Linked DNA regions of Hordeum vulgare: region 1 is linked to region 2. Evidence: chromatin contacts called from public Hi-C data. All regions are on one chromosome and are shown on one strand. Each heading gives the region's core, a stretch centred on a gene start, on an enhancer-like site or on the middle of the called end of the contact. The rest is flanking DNA. Distances are from core to core; before and after follow the strand shown.

Evidence for each region. A called contact is a pair of places that touch in the nucleus more often than the background predicts.
Region 1: a contact with region 2 is called in a Hi-C map of seedling, with 6 times the contacts expected there. The contact joins the promoter of LOC123440300 here to the promoter of LOC123440298 in region 2. A contact is called at or near these places in 2 of 6 Hi-C or Micro-C datasets (leaf and seedling).

Annotation. Positions count from the first base shown.
Region 1 is chr3H:500,715,958-500,723,669 of MorexV3_pseudomolecules_assembly, forward strand. LOC123440300 reads right to left here and starts at 3,044. Exons shown (of 1, transcript XM_045116878.1): 1 at 1,903-3,044. The coding sequence starts at 2,592. The coding sequence ends at 2,083. It overlaps LOC123444497, which reads left to right and starts at 4,670. Exons shown (of 3, transcript XM_045121226.1): 1 at 4,670-5,353; 2 at 7,148-7,335. The coding sequence starts at 4,783.
Region 2 is chr3H:500,377,077-500,384,396 of MorexV3_pseudomolecules_assembly, forward strand. LOC123440298 reads right to left here and starts at 4,215. Exons shown (of 2, transcript XM_045116875.1): 1 at 3,950-4,215; 2 at 1,536-2,071. The coding sequence starts at 4,051. The coding sequence ends at 1,835.

The DNA of each region.
Region 1 (7,712 bases), core at 1,794-4,293, 340 kb after region 2:
AGCGGAGGACAAAGACACACGCCATGACGTTCACATCATCCTTTTATTTTTAATTGCACGTCTACATCATCCTTAAGACCTTAGGCAAAAGCAATTAGGGAAGGAAGCGTTAACATATGGTGACGTGGACTGTGGAACAAGGAAAATACTACTCCCTCCAACAGGATTTACAAGGCTCGTTGGTTTGTGTTACGTTAAACTCTTGTTTAATTTTGATCGAATTATTTACTACTTAAACTCAATTATTACGATAGACTCGATTAAAAAAAATTAAATATCTATTTTGTACATGTTTCTCAACTTTAATACTCAACCATTGATGCATGCATATGTAAAGCCGGAGTTCGTATCATTTGTTTTTCTATTGACAAAATTCATCAGCCAACTAACGTGGGATGTGAACACTTGTTAAGTTAAGACGATGTGTTAGTTCGGTTTATGAAGGTGTTTATAAAAACAGGGTATACATATATGTTTATAAGGATAAATATATGTGGGTATGTATGACAGTGAGTAAGGTAGAGCGATGTTAGTTAGGGTTTTAAACGATGTGGCCTCTAATGTCTATTTACAAAAGACCCCAGCCTCATTCTTCAATATTCACCCATGCACTTATTTTTCCGCGAACTATTATAACCATGGGGCCCACGTAGACTCCTAAGTCGACTTCCTACTATTAAAAACAAGCCAAAGTGACCACTTCATCACTTTCTAAAAGAAGAGTGACCAATGTGCTCATAAGAGTTTAGAGCATCTATAATCGAATCTTTCAAACCCGTCACAAACATCCGGACAAGCTGATTTGGTCACAAAAAACCCGATCCAGTTGGTCTGACGTCGTGAACCCACGCGAAATCATTCGAAAACCTGGTTGTGTGATGGACGCCTCCTCCGATGAGGGGTATGTCAACGACTCATGGCGCCGGTTCGACGGTCCGCATAGCCCCTAAACGGGCTATTTAAGCCGACCACAGGCACTGCAACCATACCCTTGCACATTTCCCTCCTGCCGTTCGCCGGCATCGAAACCCTATCCCTCCACATTTTCTTCCTCTCTTCTATCGCCGCGTCGTCCCTAGCCCTGGTATTTAAGTCATGCCCCCACACCGCTATCACTTTCTAAAGCCGGAGCATCAGCTGCAACTCCTTGAGCAGATCCGAATCGTTACGGGGCTACCTCCGGATATAATGGATCTGAAGAAGGAGTTGGTGGAGGGGGAGGAGCCGGCGAAGGTTGTGGGGGGGACGCTGGGGACGCAGAGCAGCACGCGGAGCAGCAAGCCATCCTCTATTCCATCCACTCGAAGTCGGATGTGGAGGCTAGACGTCGTCTCTGGAAGGAGCTGAAGGCGAAGATGCTCGCCTTACTTGGATGAGGTTGAGGAGGAGGAGGAGCCGGATCCCTCCTACATGCCTGTCTACCCGACACCCGACATCGACATCGTGAACGTCTGCGACGATGATAGCTACTATAGTAACTACTCCCTCCGTTCCTAAATATAAGACCTTTTAGAAATTCTACTATGGACTACATACAGAGTAAAATGAGTGAACCTATACTCTAAAATATGTCTATATATATATCCGTATATAGTCCATAGTGTAATCTCTAAAAGGTCTTATATTTAGGAATGGCGGGAGTAGGATTTTTTTTTGCATACTTTGTATGTAAATAAGGATTAAAATATGAGAGACTAGCATGGAGTGTAGCTGGTTGGTGTGACCGGCTACTGTCTACGAAAGCAACCGGACTCGTGTGCGGGCGTATAGCGAGTCGAATTTAGAGCATCCGGCTGTAGATGCTCTTAGTGACCATTGATGTGTTTATATGACGAGTCATGTGAGAGATCGCATATGGTTCTATTTGCTATCGTTATCAACCTGTCACGAACAAATACAATAAAGATGAGTAAGCTGACTATAAAAATTAATATAGATTATAGATGACATGACAATGCCTTATAACCGGTATCTGGATATACTATTAACCATACTCTATTAACAAGAAGTAATCAAGAGGAAGACAGTGGAATCAATCAATGGACGCCTAATCTTATCACGCGCGTTCATTGCACGCACGTGTCACGATCGGGTCTCGAAGGCCTTGCTCCCCACCTTGATGGCGCCAAAACCACCGCCGCTGGCTGCCAGTCCGCCCACCGCCGCGCCGCGCCCGCTCATCTCTGGCCGCTTCAGCGCGCAGGCGCCGAACTCGAACGGCGCGTCCTCGGCGATGGTCACCATCGCCGGACGCTTTCTCCACGCCGGGACGGCCGCCGTCGCCTGGCTAAGGTGGACCTTCTTCTGCCCCGCCCCAACGTCCGCCGGCTCGGGCGCGACGCGGCGCTGTTTCGAGGCAGCGCGGACAAGGTCGTCGGCGCGGTCCGAGCTCGCCCGCAGGTGCATGGTCGTGGCCGACCCGCCGAAGCCGCCGGGGCCGCGGCCGCCCGCGACCGCCCCCGCCGGCATGCGGCGCGCGCACCCGGACATGCCGCTCACGTAGAGGTCGCACGCCCTCGACAGCGCGCGCATGGGCGCGCCAAGGCAGGAGAAGCAGAAGCACCCGCTGGTTTTCCTGCCACCCTTCTTCATCCTTTCCTTGTGTGTGCGCACCGGAAGGAGCTGCGTCGGCTTCTCGGATCGGGAAACGCAAGATCGAGCGCTATGATACAGTAGCTTGCCTTTGAGGTCGATGGACGGACCGCTGCGTTATGAGAGTGTACAATGGCACCTCGATCACCTCGTGATATATATATGCTCTCCGTTCCGTAGCTCGACGTTGCCTTGCCCGTTCCGTCCGCGTGAACCGCCGCTTGGTACCGGCGGATAAGAGGGAAGTGGTCAGGATCTGCAGGTGTTTTGATGGATTCGCAAGGAATTTGTCCACTGTTTTGGAGGATAGGGCCAAGTTGATCGGCTGGCCAACTCGCACGCGCTACGTCTGTTGATTCACCGAATCATTGCGTACGTGCATACGTGTGTTACAATTCGGCCGACAAATATTTAACGCTGTGTCTAACGTTCATCCAGATGAGACTTAACCAAGTCACATTTAACTCATATTCCCCCCGTTTCTAAATATAAGTCTTTTAAGATATTTTACTAAGAGTCTACATACGAAGCAAAATGAGTGAATCTACACTCTAAACTACTGTATGTCTATATACATCCGCATATAGTCCACTAATGCAACCTCTTTAAAGTCTTATATTTAGAAACGAAGGAAGTACGTTACTTGATTTTTATGAAGATTCATGCAGACTTTTTATTTTTATACTTTGTTTGATTATTCAAATGATGTGAAGAAGTTAGATGAGACTTTGCTAATTCTTATCTAGATGAGAATTAGTAAATTTAAATATTCAATTGTAAAACTTTTCTACCGTTGCTTGTTTGAGGGCACGTAATTACGTAAACCATCGAACGACAGCTACCTCTATTGTTTTGAGTGTCTGCTAGTGAGGGCATGACCAACGGGCTGCCTCATCGTGCTGCCCCGCAGGTCTAGCTCGGCTCGGAGCCAGCAACTTAGGTTCGGATGATGCTCTGTACAAAAATCCGTCTCCTGCGAAGGAGGTAGGTGCTCCATAAGAAAAGTTAAAAGAAAAAAGGAGAGAGAGAGAGAGATGAAGAACGAAGGAGGAAGAAATAGATGGGGGAGAAAAGAATTGAGATGGGTCCATTATAATGACATATACATATGACTGCCTTCGTTAGATGAAGAACAATAGTTTTAATACTTTAGACCGTGTAGCACCTGGGCCTCTGTTGCCTCCCTCCCCAAACTTCCTGTGCTGGCCGGCGACGAGCAGCATAAAACTATGGGTGTGCAATTGCTACCAGGCAGCCAGCAAGGAAACTAAAAGAGCAACCCTTTCCTCTATTCAACTTTTTACGTGGAGAATTTGGAATGAGAAGAATAGGCGCATTTTCAAAAATGAATCTTTGGGTTGGACATCTTTATTACGAGATTAAAGGAAGAGATCATCCCATGGAATATGGCTGGAGCAAGAATTCCTTTCGACCAGGACCGATTAACTTAGACATTGTTTTTTTTTTTGCTATTTCTTCTTCCTCCTTTCGACACTACTCTTGTGCCTAGCTTCCTTGGGGTATCCTTGTATTCTGTTTTCTTTCTTGATCAATGAATTTCGTAGAGCAACTACCAACATTTTAAAAAAAACCTTTAGATCTAAACAAATACATGGAACAGCATCAAGGTGATGCTTCCATTGCTCATGCCCTAGGCCATGTCTCCCGAGAGAAGCCACCTTGACTTTTCCTTCTTACTTTTATTTTTCTGACGATTGGCTACTTGCACCTTGATTTTGGCACAGAGAGGACCAAAGAGAAAGCCGAAGACACGGACACACCACCATTGCATTACATTTACATCATCCTTAAGCAAAGCAATTAGGGACGAAAGCGTCAGCATACGGAGACGTGGACCCTTTTTTTTTTTTTTTGAACTGCGGATATGTGGACTTTTTTTTTGTTTGAACTGCGGAGATGTGCACTTTGGAGCAGAGAAAAGCAGAGCAAATTATTCATGTTTCTCGGGGTCAACTTTGAAAATTAACCTTTCTAAAACAACCTTTGAAAACTATCCGCATCGAGGCCGTCGATCTTTCTTCTACCGGTACTAGGCACCAGTGACTAGTCCTCCGGTCCGCCGGCCGCCAGTCCATATCCCCTACCGCCTACCGCACGTCATCCGGCCTCCGCTTGATCAGCCAGCCGCCCCACTCCACCCTCCACTGCGGCACGAGCTCCCTCCCGGCGATGTCGTGGCTCGCGCGCTCCATTGCGGCCACCCTCTCCTCCGCCCCCGACGACGACGGCCACTCCGAGGCGGCCTCCGGCGACAGAACCCCGGATCACGCCGCCAACGCCGAGGAGGACGAGCAGCCGGACACCCCCGGCCGCGGGGTCAAGGGCGACATCTCCGAGCTGACCGAGTCCCTCACCCGGCGCTTCTGGGGCGTCGCCTCCTTCCTCGCGCCGCCGCCGGCGGCCGGGGCCGAGGCGTCGACGGCGGCGGCTGAGACGGAGGCGGACGCGGAGGGAGAGTATGGGCCCCAGTCCCCGCGGGTCGCCGGGATCCGGAACGACCTGGCTGAGATCGGGGGCAGGGTGAGGAGCGGCATCTCGATGCTGTCCAACGCCAACGCCGTGGCGGAGATCTCCAAGATCGCCTCCTCCTTCCTGCCTTTCGCGCCGGAGGAAGAGGAGGAGGATGAGGTGGATGCGGTGGGTGTGACGGAGGAGGTGGTGGTCTTCGTCAGGCACATCTCGACCTCTCCCGAGACTTGGCTCGATTTCCCCCTCTTCGTCAACGACCGGCACGCCGATGGTAAGTCCCAGTAGCTTCAGACTTCTCTGCTCGAGTTTATATGTATTATTAGAATAGATAATTTTTGTCTACTTTGCACTTTTTTCCCTTTTAAGAGCCATGGGCTGTGAGATTCAAGTGCAGCAGAAGACTCTGAATTTTGAAACTGAGATTATTACAGTGGAATCAGGTGTTTTAGTCTAGATCTTTGCAGTTTTGCTCAAACTATGTTTGTAGTATACTCAAACTATGTTTGTAGTATACTGCCTATTTGCTAAGTGTGGAGACATGAGGGTGTAGCTTCAGACCAAATCAACAGTGCTTATGATGAAATTTTCGTCGCTTGCCATGTATTATTAGTACTGAATTGTTACGAAGCCGCAATTTCTGCAAAAACATCAGGATTAAGGGCGTGTACGGAGGCTCTCCAGCTTCTCGGAACTCCAGAAAACCAGCTTTTCATCACGGCTTCTTGCTCCAGCCAGCGATTCCAATCCTGTTCGGCTCCGACTGCAGCTTCCCTCAGCGATGCAGCCCATCTGGGCGGGTTGTGCGTGTTGGGCCGGCTGGAGGCAGCCCATTTCGGGGCCAGCAGGTGAGGTGAGGCAGACTCCTGCGAGTTGAGCACGACATCAATGGCGTCGGTGCTTAGGTTGTGGTCTTGCGGGCTGTGTCGACGGGAACTGGCTGGGGTTGGCCTGGAATGGCTCGATCTATCGCTGGGAAGGAGCGGCTGCCGGGGACTGCACGGTGGCACGCGCGGTGGTGGGGCGCGCGGCGTCGGTAGGGTTAGCGGCTCGAGGGGAACGAGCAGGGGTATGTTGCTCGATAGGTTTTCAGGGGTGGGGAACGAATCGGTAAGTTTGGCGGTGGCATACCGGCATAATTTGGCAAACTCCACCTTTCAGTTTCGATGGAGCTGGCCCAACGCTGCTCCACGTTCTTGCACTGGCATCGGGCCTAGCTTCGAGAATTTGGCTTCTCGGAGCCCAAACGTTCGGCACAATTTCCTTCGTGAAGTTTGTGAAGCCTGGAGCTGGATGACTTCAGAACATGACCTAACTTTGCCGTTTACTGATCTACAAGACCTCCCAAAGCTAGAGATGAATTATAAAACATCAAAACACTCAAGTGTCAAAGCTTGATGCAGACTCAAAGCACATATACCAGCACCATAACTTAACCTGATGATTCACGCAAACGCCATCAAATAAGGTTATAAAAAAATGCTTCCTTGTAACATTAAAGTTTTACTTATCAAGACATACAAATGAAGTCCCTACAAATAAATGAGTTGTGTCAATTGCCCACGCACCTTTGATCAAATAACTCAAAGAAGCACTTGACCTTGACTGCTTTTTATACTTGGTGGAGGTTAAGCTTGTTTTCAAGGAATCAAGGTTCTTGATGATGTCAGTACATGTACACAATATAATTGAACTTAGTACTTTCATCCAGCATTTCTTTTTGTAGATTTTAGCTTTCGTAGATAGACTTGTTGCTAACCTTCCTGTTGTTTATGGCGTAATCATAATTTTTCCTACCTACCAAACTTGTGGACCATGGAACTATCATTCTCTACTGTACTTCTTTGCACTAACTTGGCATAGTAATCAATCACAAATGTTTTTTTAGAACGATCATGAATACTTATTACTATATGCTTAGCATCATGCTCTCCTTCTCTTCATTATGTGGGAGTAGTTTTTACTTGCCATTCATGCATCTTGTTCCATCATGTCAGTCGTATGTTACATATCATGCCTGACTGTTGCTCAGTTCCTTCGCTTACATCTTCTATGCTTTTGTGTTCAGATTTTGAACTGTCAGATACACAATATGAACATGCATTGGCTATAGAGCGTATAGTACCAAGCTTATCATATCTCAGAACCGAACTTTGTTCGACCAATATGAGTGAAGCATGCTTTTGGAAGATCTATTTTGTGCTTCTTCACTCAAAGCTCAATAAGGAAGATGCCGAGCTTCTTTCAACGACACAGGTATGCTCCCTTCTCTTTGTCTTATTATTTTTGTTGTGTTTTCCAAACATTCTTAGTCACTATAGATTATCATGCCATCTTGCTGCAATGCATGCAAACCTACAAATAGCTTTGTAAACAGAAACATGTGCCCACGCATTTGATTGTGTTTACCTGTTTCCAAATGGGGCCTCTCATTTCCAAATTCATCTGTTAAGAGTCACCTTTGGAGTTGTAGCTGTAGGAATGAAGTTTTTTGATCAGGAATTCATTTTTGATCCCTTTTATATCTGCAATACGTCATATTGCATGTTCACAAGAAAGAAGACACAAATCTGCATTCTCATTAAGCATGAGACAGTGAAATTCCCTGATACTTTATTCTACGCAACTGTATG
Region 2 (7,320 bases), core at 2,965-5,464:
AGTACAACACACCTCTTTCATTGAAGATGGATCAATCTAGTATGCCAAACCAAATCAATAGATCGAAAAGAATTACGAAGTTGTCATAATCATGTATATAAGAATTCAGAGAAGACTCGAATATATTTCATAAATAATCTAATCATAAACCCACAATTCACATATCCCAAGAAACGCACCACACAAAATCATAACATAAGATAGATCACCACAAGAAACATGGTGATCATAGCAATGCAGCACATAGAGAGAGAGATAGCCATCTAGGTACTAACTACGGACCCGTAGGTCTGTGGTGAACTAATCACACATCACCATGGGAGCAACAAGGTTGATGTAGAGGCTCTCCGTGATCGATCCCCCACCGACAGGGCATGAAATAGGGCTCTAGATGGGCACACGATGAAACAGAGACTTGTATCGGGGGGGAAAGTGTTTAGGGAGGCTTTTTGTGTTTTTTGGGATAACTAAGAATTTATAGGACAAAGAGGGACACCAGAGGCCAAGGGAGGTGGCCCCAAGACACCAGGGCACGACCACTGTAACGCCGGACACACCCGCCGGCGGTCGTTACTCCTGACGGGATCTAGACTGGCCCCACATATTAATATTAGTCTTTTCTGCGTACTTTGTCCTCACTCATGCGCACCCGGGATGAACTTCCCGATCGGTCACCCATCCTAGAACTACTCCAAACCGAGCACGCTTAACCTGGGAGTTTGAATGGGCTTTCGAAAAAGAAGGAATTCCTTATTGATATGAGTAGTCTATCATTCCTAATAAGCCAGGCTATCACAACCACCCCCTAGGCGCGTCCCGTTGGCCTCACACCACTCTGTGAACTCAGATGATTTTTTGAATTATGCAAAGTTTGTTATGCCCGTTTACATCCAATCTTGTTCTTTGTTTGTAGCCGATTTTGTTGTCCATATTTGATCACATAGAGTAGGTCATGTTTTATGTGTAATATGAATATAAGCTGCCGGATATGAGATACGCGGATATGCAAATGAAAATATAAGGCGTTCCAGGGGCGAATGAGCCCATCGCGACTGTAGATGCTTTGAGAAAGCCCAAATGGGTAGTGCAATTTACGCTAAGGGGGATGGGCTGGCTAAGAGAATGCCCGAATCAGCCGTTTCCTCACATGAAGGCTCATTGTAGTGCAATTACAGCACAGAGATGATGTGGATTCGGCTCCTGACATACAGGCTCATTGTAGTGCAATTTACGCAGAAGGGAATGTGGGTTGGGCTTTGAGAATGCCCAAATCAGCCTTTTTTTCATATGCAGGCTCATTACAGTGTAATTCACGCTACGAGAGAAAATGCGGGTTAGGGTAGATTCAGGAAATCAAACGGCACGCAGAACGTCACACAGAGGTTGTATACACTCCATCAGTTTCTCATGATGCAAATATCAAGCAGCTCCCCGGAATTCATCAGATAACCAAACAGGCCCTGACAAGCGTGCAAAAGTGCAGATAACCAAACAGTCCCCGACGTTTTGCCTGTCTTCATTTTGCAAAAAAAGAAAAAGAAAAAAAAATGGATGCCCCGTGAGAGTCCACATGCATGGAAGAGCACGAGGAGATTTAATTTGAAGCCAAAGAACTAAAGTACAGTCTGCTGCTATGTACATGCACACACACACGCAACAACGGCATACTAGTCGTGCGGGCCAGCTTCACGTCTCTTGTAGCCCTCTCTGGGCCAGGACGCACCCCAAAATTTGTCGCGCTTTAAACCAGCCGAAGCTAGAGCTAAACTACCAGGCCAGGAAACAAAAGTAGCGTAGAAAAGATCAAATTTCCCAAACAAAACACGCAAGCTAGCTAGAAAGGTGCAGTGGCAATGTCCCTCTTGATGGAGCGTCCTTGTGGGCGGCAACCCGTGCCGCCGCCGGCGCGCGGCGTCGAATCCTCCGACGAGCCTAGCTCGACGTCGTCGTCCGACGAGTCCGTCGTGGAGGAGCCCATCTTCCGCACGCCCCGCACAGGCTTGAGCCCTTCCGTGAAGATCCTGATGGCTTCCTCCGTCGTCCTTGTGCTCACCACGTACAGCGCCGCCTCCTGCAATTTTCGATTAATGTATCTATGTCAATTAACTACCCAAGTGGGGGGAAATCCGATATTTTCTTTTAGCAAACGTTCCAAGCTGCTCTGGCTTATGTACTCACGTGCATATATACGTACAAGTTACATGGGTGATGTGAGTACAGAAGGAATGTACATACGTGCAGGATACGTAAACAAGCGAGATTAAATTGTGGTGGGTAACGTCCATGTCATGACTGTTTTCTCTTGTGACCAGGACGTACGTACGACACGTCGACACACAACTTTCGTGCGAACAGAGACCGACCCAAGGGCATAAACATTGAGCAGCGCATGCAGCATAGCAATCGCACATGTGTGTATATATAAACACCTCAATTTATTTATTTTTGCGGGAAAAGCATCTTCGTTTCGGCCTTGTTCAGTTTAAGAGGTTTGGAGGAGATTGAGAGGAATTAAATTTCTTAAAAGTTAAATTTCACCTTAATCTCCTTTAATCCTCTTCAATTCTTTTTTGAAAAGAATTGACCGAACAAGCCCTTCAGCAATTCCTTTTCACTGTAGTACTATTTGTTATGTGTTTCTTTCTGCATTGTTTTTTAGAAGAGATTAACCGAACAAGCCCTTTAGCAATTTCTTTTCACTGTAGTACTATTTGTTAGGTGTTTCTTTCTACATTGTTTGGGTGACTGCGACCCTCCAAATTTACAAGGGCGTATATATTATGGGATGTAAAATAATTTTGTAGAAAACATTGTAGATTTATTTATTCACTTCAACCAGGAAAATAGTTTATTCGCAAAGAAACAAGGAAATTGCATGTTCCATCTCATGCGGGAATACATTTTCTTTTTTGGCAGGAGGGATTAGAGTTCTTTAATTTGTCAAAGACAAACATACATGTTTAGAATCCCTTGAGTGGATGGATCCAGCACATACGTTTTATCAAGAGTCCCCTTTAAGGCTTTCGTATAGGTGTACACTGGTGTATTCAACGATGATTTGTTCAAATGTAGGGTGTTGTAGAGATGATTGGAAATTGGATGGACTTGACTTTACAGGGAGGCCACTAATCACCAAAGGGAAACGGTAGACTTACACGTGGAAAAGATGGTCGAGTTGAATAATTTCAGCCTTTCTGCTCTGGAACCATTAGAAACCTACCATTGAACACCTTTTAATTTTGTAAATTGTTATAAATAATATTTTCAGATTTCAGTGTTAACTTCACTTTTGGACTTCTTATTTTTCAATTATAATTGTCTTTTTAATCCACAAAATCAGTAGGAATAAATGGATCTTATACTTGAGGGGGTCTGTCATGAAAATGTTCACTAAAATATAATGAAGTACTATAAAAATGTTTAGATCACTATTTTAATAATCTAAACGCTTTTATATTAGTTTAAAGAAGAAGTATTTTTTACAGGATATGTGGCCGTAGACTATTATGGTGTAATCCTGTTCTCCAACGATCTGTATATCCACCCCCTAAAAAAACTATATGTATATCCACACTACAGAAAGAAACTAAAAGTATATCCTGTAGATAGCACTATCCTAACAGGTTTAGTAGGCGCACACAAAATTAACTTAGTTTGATTATAGCAAGGAAGATAGGAGGGAGAACACTTTAGTGGTGATGAATCGGATTTCGGACTTTGGGAGGGGGAAAAGCTGCCTGATTTGTATAATTATCTTTTTGAGAAACCAGCAATAGCTCTGTCTTGTCATATAGAAGAAGAAGAATTGATCAGTTAATAAGGAAAACTAACCGAAAACCTAAAGAAAACCCACACACCGATTTGTACAGATTACGTATACGCAGACGGACATGTATACATGCAATCTACGTGGTATGTACGTATATAAGAGTGGCATGCACATACGTACCCTTGCGTACTTGAGCTGCTCGAGGGTGAGCGTCTTGGGCTCCGCCTCCATGGACGGCATCCTCCCCGACGCCGCCACACCTTGCACCTGCACCATCCCCATCTCCGGCGGCAACCTTTACCGAATGCTATGGGCTATACGTTGGTATGCGCCACAAATACACGACACGTACGTACGTGTCTCACCGCCGCTCTTCTTCGTGCGTGGGATGTGATGTGGCTGCCTGCCGCGAGTGCGTTTTGATTGTCAGCTGGACTGGAAGAATTTGCTGTGGACGAGATGGCCGGGAGGGGGCACGGCCAGGCTATATATACGAGCCGGCTCTGGGCCCTGGAGAATCGTGTCGCCAAACGACGGGCACACGTGGCTCCAACGGAGTGGCGGTACGAGCACACGTGGCGGCGGGGCGACCGGGCGATAGGGTCCGCGCGTCCGTTGCGGGCGTCCCGATGGTGGCTCCCCGGCCGCGGCCAATGGGAGCTTGCCATGACGGGTGCCCACAGGCAGGTGAATCGGGTTCGTATCGTCTATCGATCATGACTCATTCCCGTATAGTCCGCCGGTTTGCTGATCGCGTGGGTCGACTCGACCTCCCACGTGCTTGGGACACCGGCCTACTGCCACCCTCCACGTGGCCTCACAAAGAAAACGCATAAAAACTTCGTCGCATTTCCCAGCTGCTAGAATTATTGTGTTCGTAGATAAGCTCTCCGACCTCCGAGGTTTCAGGATGTTTGTTTGAGAAGGTATGGAGAGAGCAAAACCGACTCCTACGTCAAATCATATTCATACGTGCTCCGTTTTTATCTGTATTTTTTGTTTTGTTTTTTTGCATGGCAGTGCTTGCAGATTGCACCAAGGCATGCATGCATGCAAGAATACACACGACGTGCGTGCTTACATTACATTCATCAGGTATGTAGACGTGCCAAAGCAGCTAGTGCGTACACGCCGGAACTCTACCGGCGAATCGGCAAAGAGGAGCGACCAAACCAAGGGAAGGGAGCAAGATCTTTTCTCTGCGGCTGCGTGCATGTGGTGGTGGCGTGGTGGGGACGCCTGCTTGTAACTTGTGAGCGGGAGCGCGTCCACGACACCGGGGAGGTGGAGCCCGCGCGCGCCCTCCTCCCGCCACGTCCACCTGCGCAGAGCCCTCGCTTTCGCCGCTCCTCCACCTCTGTACCAAACGCAAGCGACCGAGCGGATAGAGCTTAATTAATGCCGCCATGGCTTGTTACTCCACTGATTAGTTAATCCGGTGGACGCAGCGCTGGCGAGCTCCCAGCTACCGGTCTCTATCGTTGCAGACTTGCAGTGCCGTGCGCGCGCGTGTGTATGAAATCTGTGAATGATTGGCAAGGTAATTTCTTCACTTTCTTTTGAGAAATGACAAGGTAAATTGTTCACAGGGTGTTTTATCCACCGGGAAAAAAAGGTGTTTTTGTCACTGGAAATATTCAGTTTTATTTCATGGCAACAGGTTATAGTCTGCTCATACATCATGGATGTGGTTGGTTACCTCGCATTAGGTCTAGTCAGATCCACCCGAGAAAAAAAAACTGAGTGTTTGGTTGCGTGGCTCGCATCAGAATCTTAACCAGCACAAACCTAAAAGACCTCCTCAGCTAGGCCCGCTAGAAACATTTGAATCGTCGGTTTTAAACGAGTTAGGCTCGAGTGATAGAGGGAAGGAAAACACGACACTGACCTCTTGCGAGGAGGGAGATAGCAGTAGCTCGTGCGGGTCTTCAAAAAACGACGAGACGATTTTGCGTCATCGCTCGCCAAGTCTTACGCCGTATATAGCCCAGGCCACCGCAACGGCAAAACTCCCGCCATCCCCCCCCCCCCTCCCTTGAGTTTCTCCTCTGGTGCGGTTCCACATCGACGACAAGGTAAGTGACACAAATGCTTTAATGACCGTTGATGGTGGCGGCGGATCGATAGCTCCTCTTCTTCGACGTGTCCAGCGCCTCCTTCGATGGCATCCGTGAGATTAATAACCCCCTCGTCTCTGCTAGCTCTAGCTAGATCTCACCATGTGGTAGGAGTAGATCTTCCGATCTACGTGACTACGTGTGGGGACCCCGATTTATAAATCGTGATCACCGAATGCTCATGTAGAGTGATCCTAGAGATCAATGCTCATTGAACACATGGAAGCTGAATAACAAGAGTCTTACATCCATACATACCGCCTGATACAAATAAAGATCATTAAGGTCAATTCTTACATAGATAGGGCCTCGAAAGCCAACACATCAAACATAACTAGCAGCGAAATTCTTAAACGAAAGCGTGAACTCATGCTATCTACCTTAACCCTGCATACATTCTGACTAGTTCGCGAGTTCATCTCTAACAAACTCTTCATCATACTCCTGTTCTTCCATGTTTGGCCAATTAAATAACCAGTGGCAAGCCAATAAGTACTTTGAATGTACTCGCAAACAACCCATGTTTTGGAACAATGGTATAACAATGCATGAATTTGCACTAATAGGGAAGTTGCAGAAAGCTAAATTTTAAGTGCAATAACATGATCAATATAACTTGTAAAAGCATACATCAACAGGTCACGGATATCCATACGAACAAGCTATCTCATGTTCATTATTCATGTCAAGTTATCTAACTTCGCTCAAGCATCATCTTTCTCACACTATCATCTTTCTCCCACACATACACCAAGTTTGTGAAAATATCTGGATATAGTCTAAGGAGCGCCATCAACTATCCATGACCGTGGACACGACCATTCGAATGGTTTTACGCTTTCCATAGGTTGCACACTTTACCCATAAGACTCGCAAAACTTCCGTTTCAATCCACGACTCATGGTATTTTCCATTCCTGAGGTAAGTACGTGAACATTTACCTTTCCCATCATGGTACTAACAAAGAGTCTAATCGTTGGTGCCATCCCTCGTGATCTACATCACAAATATCATCCACGAGGGCACACAACGGTGTGCTCACTGTTTGTGAAAACAGCCCATGGTCGTCCTTTCCGGCACGACCCCGTATAGAGTGACCACATCACTCCCGCCCCTAGTAATGCGGGCTCTCTGCTAGTACCGATCAAAGTAATCAACAAAGCCTCATCCCATAAGGGGTATCGTGGTTGCACATCTAGGGTTGGGACAGTCAGCACATCTTAAATCTAATCCATTTTCGAGAACACACACACATATCTTGCCTCGGTACACCACTTCTTTCTCAAGTGGTTACCTAACTCAACGCCATCTCCCTCGGGCATTAGTGTCACCCTACAGGATTTTCGAAAAGTCTTTGATATCATGTCCTTTCCGTCACCATGAATATTCCCATCCCATTTTTGTAGCAACTACATAACATCCTAACTACTTCCC